Linked DNA regions of Pan troglodytes: region 1 is linked to region 2. A link is a contact called in public HiChIP or PLAC-seq data. All regions are on one chromosome and are shown on one strand. The core of a region is the stretch at or near the end of the contact, and the rest is flanking DNA. Distances in the headings are between cores, read along the strand shown. Region 1 holds the start of LOC134807926 (putative uncharacterized protein LINC02898). Region 2 holds the start of PKDCC (protein kinase domain containing, cytoplasmic).

Region 1 (4,212 bases), core at 1,432-3,931, 90 kb before region 2:
TGACAATTTTGATTACCGAAATCTTCCTGCCTTTTGGGATAATACAGTCAAATGCTCCATTGAGACAGACTTCTGTATCTTTACAGGCCCTAGAATGAGACCAACCCAAGGCCCAGCATCTGCAGAATGTCCAGTGTGGAAACAGGGAGGAAAAACTAAACCACTCCTTTTCCCCTCTTCCCAACACACCCTTCTCTCCTCTCAGATCCTTGGAGCTCTCCGCACTCAGAACCTACAAGCTGCCCAGGGGTCTTCCAGACCAGCCCCAATTGCTTCCAGCCTCCTTCCGCCAGCACATCTCTGCAGCCTTGGGCCACTGATCCTAAGCCAAAGCCTCCCCAACCTCTGGGCTCAGAAGCAGGTGTAATCCCAACTCCAGCAGGGAATTCCAGAGGTGAAGGTCACGGGAGCATCTTTAATCTTCGGTTCCCAGGAGAGAAGATACCCAAAGAGCAGGGAGCAGGAGCCAGCTCCAGGCTATACATTTGTTTATTCATCAATCATTCATTTATGCATTAATCATTCATTCCCCCCACCCATCAATCATTCATCTGCTTATTTATTCATTCAATGTGTTTGTACCTTGTCCTTGCTTTGGTTACCGCAGATGTTGGTCCTCTCCTGCTTTGATCTGTCCCCTGTTTCTCTGGCAGCTGCACAGCAGAAGCCTTCTCATGTCCCTTGTTGGGTACTTGGCTGAGAGTGTGTCTCCCTCTCAGAGGTGCCTGAGGAAAATCAAAGGGACAGTGCAGAGCTGTCTGCTGCCTGCAAGTTCCCTTCCATTGCAAAATCCAGCCTTCTGGTCCGTAGGTCAGTGGGAGAGATTGGGAGGGGCTGCAGAGGGGTCTCCAGGGCCAGTCGAGGAATAATGGTCTGGACATCCTCACCATGTGTGAGCTCTGGCTGTTTAAAAAATAAAAAAAATAAAAAATATATATACTGGTCCTTCTGGGAGAAAGGGGACTGCAGGAGACTCTAAGCCTCTGTGCCTGGTTCTGAGGCCTGAGCTCAGCACTTTGGCAGGCCCAGAGAACATGGTATGGGAAAACCTGGGGCTGGAGTTTCAGAGGCCTAAGCTGTGAGCCTTCTGACAGGTCTCCCATCTTCCATCCTTCCATCTACCTGACCCTGTAAAGTCTGTTCTCAGCCAGCAGCCAGAGATCCTTTAGTAAAAGACCACGTCCTGCCTGTGCTCAAAACCCTGCCCTGACTTTCAGTTCTCTCGGAGAAAAAGCCAAGGCCCCACTTGATGGGGTCCCCCTCATCTCCCACTCACTCCCTCCATTCAGCCCCCACTGGCCCCATCCTTCCCGAACTCACCAGCCACACTCCTACCTTAGGGCTTTTGCTATAGTTGTTTCTTCTGGAACAGGCTTGACCTGGGTGACTTGCTTGAAAGTGACTCACTTTCTCATTTCCTTCAAGTCTTTGCTCAATTGAAACCTTCCCCATAAGCCTACCATGACCCATCCTATTTAAAACTGCAAAGCACACAGGCACGCGCGCGCACACACACACACACACACCACTCTCAACCCCCCTTCCTCTTTAGCACTCATCACCTTCTAACATAATACATAATTTACTTATTATTTTTACCATTTATTGTCTGTCTCTGCCTGCTCAAGTATAACTTCCAAAAGGGTAGGGGTCTTTGTATGTTTTCTTCACTGATGTATCCCGAGGGTGGGCCATCCCATGGATGCCTGGTATATAGCAGGAGCTAGTAAAACATTCCTTGGATGAAAGAATGAATGAGTGAATGGGCTGCAGGAAGCTCTGAGGATGAAGCTTGTGAAGCCACAGGCTGTGGAGTTTGGGGCTTCCTGGGGGTAGAATTTAGGAGGTCCACAGTGGCTTCTATCAGCTGTGCTGAGGAGAGAAGAGCCAGGCAAATTGCCCGCTGCCAGCCTTCTCGGGGAGGAAAGGTAGGCAGCAGCATCGGTGGGGATTGCGCTAACTCAAGATGCCAGCTCCATGCTGCTCTGGGGCTGGCCAGCGCTCTGGATGTCATTAGCTGATTTGTTCTGCTCTGCAGAATGTACTTTTCATATTTAGGCAGAAAAAAACAGCTTTCGATCCTTGTGCCCTTTCTTCTGTGAGCTGTAGCACATGGCCTGCTTATTATGAATTAATCCTCTAAAGAGCATGTTCATTATTCTAATTTAATTGTGCTTCGTTTCAGAAAATAACTAAACCCAGTGTGGAATAAACTCCAATGCTGATCAGTTTTCAAGAAGTTAACATAAGACAAAATTCTGCTAGAGGGCAGCAGCAATTTGGAATCATTAAAGGGAACCCATGTAAATAATAAAAACAAAACTAAAATGCAGAATTAAATTAAGGAATAGGAAATTAAATTTGGGAATCTAATCTAAAATTGAGGCCTTATATGCACAGGCTTACCCTGGCTTGGCTCTTCGCTCTGGAGTGCTCAGGAGAGGAGGTTCTGCAGAGGTTCCCACGACCAGGGAAGCGGCAGTCCCTCCTGGGTGGCAGTTTGCTGCTCTGGGAAGAGAGATGTGGGCTGAAGTGGGAGAAAGGGGGCTTTCCTCCCACGGGGTCAACTGTGATGAAGATGAAAGCCACATTGTCACAGATGCATCTGGATAGCTCATCCTGAGCCCTGGTGACCGGTTCAGGAGAACTGCCTGCAGCCAAGAGTCCAAGCTGCCACTCACTAGGAGGAAGCACAGGAAATGAGGCAGATGGTGCTGAGTGGCTGCTGGCCTGAGATGCTGGGAGTGGTCAGCCCTGGGCAAAGAAGCCGCGCCAGCCCTCCTTCACCTTTGGGCCCTGGGCACCCTTCCACAGGTGACCCAGCTCAGGACAGAGGCTGAGGGAGTTTCCTCCTGCCCGGGCAGTGGCCCCTAAGTAGGGTCCTGGCCTCCCCACCATCACCGTGAGAGCCCAGTTACAGATGGAGGAGACCCGGACTCCAGCAGCATCATGACAGGTCAGGCCTCCACCAGGCAAAATGAGAAAGGGAGGATGGGAAGGACGGGGTGTGGGGAGGAGGAGAGAGCCAACTTACAAAGTGTCTGCAAGTCAGATGTACAGTCAGGGGCAGAGTTAGCACCATGGCTCAGGCTTCATTATGTATTGATTTTTTAGACCCTGTGCCTGGGGTATTCTTTTTCTCTCCATATTCCTACCTCCTCTGGCTCTCTTCCTCTCTCTCTCCAACCTCCCTCCTCAAAATGAAAAGAGCTCAACCTTCTGAGTCAGACAGACTGATTTGGAGCCACAGTTCTTCCTCTTACTTGGTACTGGAGCTTCAACAAACTATTTTGCCTTCCTTAACCTCAGTTTCCTCATATGCAATGCTAATAATATCTGTCTCCTTGGTTTGTTACAAGGGCTAAATGCAAGAAAGCACTTGGCACAGAGCAGGTACTCAGGCACTTCTGCTTTTTTATTCTCTGTTTCACCAGTGCTTCTTCACATGCCACTCTCTACACACACATGCACACACGTGCACACATATGCACACACAGGCTCCATCCTCTGCCAAAGGCCTTAGGCTGTGTTTCTAGAGCACAAGTAGTTAGAAAAAAAATAGTCCAGTCAATCAAATGCAATCAACTGCTTGCTTTGATTCACAAAGGCAAACATTCAAACAGATGGCCTTATCCCAGTATCAAAGTGAAGTTTTCCATTGCCATTTTCATTTGGAGTTCTACATGGATAAATTAGCCACCTTAAAATAGATCTCTTTTTTGAAAAAAGAAGAGAATACCAACAAGCAAAAAAAAGTCTTAACTTGTTCTCATTTAATTCACATTTTGATCAAGAAACTAATGCACAAAATTGAGGCCACAATACTGATTGGTTAGTTAAACAGTGATTGCGTCTAAAACTATCAAAGATGGAGACCACAAGGACAAAAAAGGCTAAGAGTTCTGTCTTGAATTCCCTGGCTACTTTACCTTATCTTACTTTGCTAACTGCCTGCAGAGAGTATGTCAGTCTCTTGCCTGTCCCCTGATTTATACCTGTAAATTGAGGCACTATGAGGCACAACCAATCTCTGTTCTCCCAGAACAAACCCAGAAACCTCAGAACAGCCACATGGTGTGGATCCAAAATCCATGGAAGATCCACCTTCAGTGTCAATGGAAAGGAAGCAGGAGAGCCACGCCCTGGCCTGAGGCTACCAGGGAGAAGGAAGGGTTACCCTGAAGGTGAGGATCAGGGCCAAGTAAGCCACAA
Region 2 (4,557 bases), core at 1,001-3,500:
TTATATTCACCTACTCTGAGCTGTAGACTCACAACGCCAAGTTTTACCCTCAGAAGTTTCTCCAAGACACAAGGGCAGAGCAAGCCCCAAAGAAAGTTCTTCAGGGAATATTCCCCCACAACAGCTCCCTCACGGATTGAGACGTTTGGCTGGGTAGATGTCTATGGGGAAATTGCTAGAAGGAGGACAGAGCCTATCTTGGGATGGCAACTGTTCCTCCCAAAATCCTCATTCCTCCCCAGAAGAGAAGACATGGAACTGATAAGGAACTAGCAGCCATATTGGGTGACACAGGCAGACAGGCTTTTCCTGATTCAGCTGTGGGCCGGGGGGCCTCCTAATCCACCCAGCTCCCCGTTTTCCCCAGGGGTCTGAATTGGACCAAGGCTGAGTGTGAGGGGAATGTTTGCTGTTTGCTGCTGTTCCCTGTTGACTTTAGCCAGTAGCTCTGTTTACAAACCCAGGTTGGTTTTCCCAGCACAGTTAATTAGACCAAAGACATCTGGTGCAAGGCTGGGGAGAGGGCATCTGCTCAGAGCCTTCCCCCGACACCCTGCAGACTGCAGCCACGGCCCAGAGTGGGGCAGAACAGCTCTGTCGGTACAGACCTGACTCCACCAGACCCAGTGTTCTCGGAGGAATCATGGCTTCCTTCACCCTGCCTTTCCATGCTTGCCAAGTCGGACTGGGGCCCAACTCCCCAAGCCATAGAGAACAAGGAGTCCGGGCTGGAAGGCCCACCTCAGTGGGATCATAGGCTGGAGATCAGGGACTCAGCTCTCTCCTCGGTCCTTCCATGTCCAAAGGAACAGGGCAGAAATTCCTGTCCCTTTCTCATTACAGACACTGCATTCTGTAGGAGCGCCAGACCTCTTCAGGGAAAATCTCCCCTCCCTGGATACCCCCCCACCCACCCCCACCCCCAGAAAAAAGGCTGTGGACCCTTCTCCTCCCTGACCCCTCCCCAGCCAATCTCTGACACTGTGAGGAGGACAGAGATTAACCTGGCCCAGAGGGAGGCAGGAAGCTGCCCAGGAAGGTGAGAGGATCTAGGTGGGCAGTTTCAGAGCGGCGGGGAAGAGGAGAGCTGCGAGGGGGAGGGGCAGCGGCTTATCTCTCCCAGGAGGGGGGAGCTCACTCCAAACAGCTAATGCACTGGCGTGTGAAAGCCCCTCAATTAGCACTAATGATGCAATCAGGGAGGGAGGAGGAGGGACCGAAGTTCTGGTGGCGTCAGCACCAACTTACACACAAGGTACACATTCCCTTCATCGGACACAATGGCCCCTTCAGACACGCCGAGGCACACACTCCACAGACAGCCGTCCGTGGGCACAAACGCACTCTTTGCCCAAGCTACTAGCATGCACATGGTTTCTTATACGCGGCTGACCCCGTCAGACCCCAGGCATCTTGAGGGGTAGGGAGCGACCCCCAGCTGCATTTGGGGCTTTAGAGGCAAGGAAAATCAGAAACACTTTGGTAAAAGGAGTTGAACAGGGCATCCTCGGCGAGCTCACGAGCATTCCTCTATGCCTAGAGCTCCTGTCCCACGCGCGCTCGCAGGTGCTGGCCCGGCTGTGCCCGCTTCCCCCTCACCATCGCCCCAATCCGGAATCCGGGGCTGAGCGAGGAGCCGCCACCCCCGGCCCCACCCGCGAGAGACGGGGTCCACGCGCCTTCCCTGCGCCCAAACCGCCCCGAGGCCCCCAGTCCCAGGAGGGAGCGCTGAGATCACTCGGATCTCCGCACCCCGGACTTAGCTGCTCGTCCCCTCCGGAGCCCGCTACCCGCCGGCCTCGCCCCTTTATCTTTCCCCCACTCCGCCCGGCCGGCTCCGTTATCCACCTCCCAATCCCGTTATCCGGCCGCCCCGGCCCCGTTATCCGCCCTCGCGTTGGGCGCGGAGCCCCCGCGCGCCTCCTGGCCGCCGCCGCCCCCTCCCCCGCTCCCAGACGGAGCTCGGGGGACCGCGGGCTGGGCGGGACCGCGGGCTGGGCAGGACCGGAGCCGCCTCCGCGCCGCTTCCCAGGCCCGGACGGCCGCGGGAGGAGGTCCCGCTGTCAGTCAGCGGGGAAGGCCGGGCCGGGCGGCCGGAGGGGGCGGCGCCGAGGACGGGCTCGGGCCGGGAGCTGGGAGGTGGAGGCGGAGGCGGAGGAGGAGGCGGAGGGGCGGGGGAGGGGGCGGGGGCGGGGGCGGGGGCGGGGGGCGGCTCTGGGCCTTATAAGCGGCGGGGGCAGGGCGGCAGGGAGGCAAGTGTCAGGCCGATGTGTCGCCCGCGAGGGGCCGGGGTCGGGGCCGCCGGGGCCATGCGCGCGGGCTGGGCAGGGGGCCGGCGGGGCGCAGAGCGGAGCCGCCTCGGAGCCTGAGCCGCCCGGGGCCGGGGCCGGGGAGCCGCGCGGGGCCGGCCGGCCGGGGGGAGGGGAGCGATGCGGCGCCGGCGGGCGGCAGTGGCCGCGGGTTTCTGCGCCTCCTTCCTGCTGGGCTCCGTCCTCAACGTGCTCTTCGCTCCGGGCTCGGAGCCTCCGAGGCCAGGCCAGTCCCCTGAGCCTTCGCCGGCCCCGGGTCCGGGCCGTCGCGGGGGCCGCGGGGAGCTGGCCCGGCAGATCCGGGCGCGCTACGAGGAGGTGCAGCGCTATTCCCGCGGGGGCCCCGGGCCCGGGGCGGGTCGGCCGGAGCGGCGGCGCCTGATGGACCTGGCTCCGGGCGGGCCCGGCCTGCCGCGCCCCCGGCCCCCTTGGGCCCGGCCCCTGCCCGACGGCGCCCCAGGCTGGCCCCCGGCTCCCGGCCCAGGCTCCCCCGGCCCGGGCCCGCGCCTGGGCTGCGCCGCGCTTCGCAACGTGTCCGGCGCGCAGTACATGGGCTCAGGCTACACCAAGGCCGTGTACCGGGTCCGCCTGCCCGGCGGCGCCGCGGTGGCGCTCAAGGCGGTGGACTTTAGCGGCCACGATCTGGGCAGCTGCGTGCGCGAGTTCGGGGTACGGAGGGGCTGCTATCGGCTGGCGGCCCACAAGCTGCTTAAGGAGATGGTGCTGCTGGAGCGGCTGCGGCACCCCAACGTGCTGCAGGTACGAGGGTGGGGACGCGGGGGTAACGGTGTTGGCTGGGAGTGCCCAAGACCTTGTCAACCTGGCTGGAAGAGAACCCCTTGATCTGGAGTGCCAGTGACTGCACCCAGGCTAAGCTAGACGCAGAAACCGGACCATGGCCCTTCCCACTGCACCACCCTGCTTCTCACTCCTGGGTGGGCGTCACTTTACCGAAGAACTCCTGGGTTTCTCGGCTTCCACACATCTCTTAAAGACAGGCCAGGACAGAGGCTCCCAGAACTCAGGGGGTGGGGCAGTCCATTAGGATTTAGGAGTCTACTCCGGGCTGGAGTTAGGAGGTTGAACACCAGGGATATTACCCCAAGCCAAAATGACCCTAAGCCAAGACACTTGAGTCAGAATTCCAACTGTGTGATAAAGTCCCCCTTCTTGATGGAACTTCTCTCAACTTCCAGTGATTTGTCTGGTTTTGAAAATGAGACGGGACAGCAATGGGGCTGGGAAGAGCTGGAAAGAGACCATGTGTCAGGCTTGATTCCTATAGAGTCTCCCCACCCACCCACCTCCAGCGCCACCCAGAAGACACTGGAAGGGGGCTGGGGAGCAGGCTAGAAAATGGGAACACAGTCCTTCCCAGAAGTGAACCAAGGGTTCCCCAGGCCTTAAAGTGGGTCCTTGAGCCCCTGCAGAAGCCTCAAGGTCTCAGCTCAGTGGACAGACTGGCGGCCTGAGGATCTAAATGTCACACTGTCTGAGTGTATATAGATAGCCAAGAGGCTGGAAGGTTGAGAAGGCCAAATGCTCAGGTTCCTACTCAACGGGACTCTGCCTCGCCTGTTCGCTGGAGACACAGGCGAGAGCTGAAACCCCCACCTTGTCCCCTCCAAGCTAGACTTTGAGTGGGCCTCTCACAGTCCCAGCACCGCCCTAACACTCCACGTCCTCTCTCTCAGGTCTCCCTCCATCCTAAGATTAGACAGACTATTCCCTTTGCACATGTCTGAGCAAACAGAGGGGAATCCCTGACCGCTGTTGGCCAGGTGAACATGGGTGTGTGCAGCCTCCCCAACGGATGAAATCTTGCACACACCTTCCACCTACCAGCCCACTCAAACTAACCTTTCTGCACCCAGCAGAAATGACTGGAAACCCAGGAGTCCCTCTCTCCTTTCCTTAGGAGTGAGATGGCACCCCAGCCCTGGAGGGAGATGGGTGGGCGTCGTAGAGCAGGAGAGACTGGCCCAAAAGCTGTTTATACTCCTGTTGGCTCCCAGTCTCCCCCTCCCCCATCGTATTCCCCAACCCTGGTCAGACACTTGTGACCGGGCCCTGGGCCCCAAACTGGTCTCAGGAGCTCGGGCAGAACCAACACTTGGGTGTAGTGAAGCCTGGCTGCACAGCTCACACCGTGTCTGCAGCTTCAGGGAGTGAGCCCCTGGTTACGTGGCCATTCTAACTGGGAGGATCTTGTACTCTTTCCTTCCCAGGGACTTTTGGGAACTTTTTG

The links. HiChIP or PLAC-seq counts read pairs in DNA pulled down with a chosen protein or histone mark.
Region 1: an H3K4me3 HiChIP or PLAC-seq map of stem cell-derived excitatory neurons shows a contact between it and region 2, with 7 times the contacts expected there. The contact joins the promoter of LOC134807926 here to the promoter of PKDCC in region 2. A contact is called at or near these places in 1 of 7 Hi-C or Micro-C datasets (induced pluripotent stem cells) and 1 of 1 datasets of contacts at active chromatin or transcription factors (stem cell-derived excitatory neurons).

The regions. Positions count from the first base shown.
Region 1 is chr12:80,760,196-80,764,407 of NHGRI_mPanTro3-v2.0_pri, reverse strand. It overlaps LOC134807926 (putative uncharacterized protein LINC02898), which reads right to left and starts at 2,681. Exons shown (of 4, transcript XM_063789942.1): 1 at 2,407-2,681; 2 at 583-903. The coding sequence starts at 2,618.
Region 2 is chr12:80,669,225-80,673,781 of NHGRI_mPanTro3-v2.0_pri, reverse strand. PKDCC (protein kinase domain containing, cytoplasmic) reads left to right here and starts at 2,250. Exons shown (of 7, transcript XM_001137152.7): 1 at 2,250-3,068. The coding sequence starts at 2,430.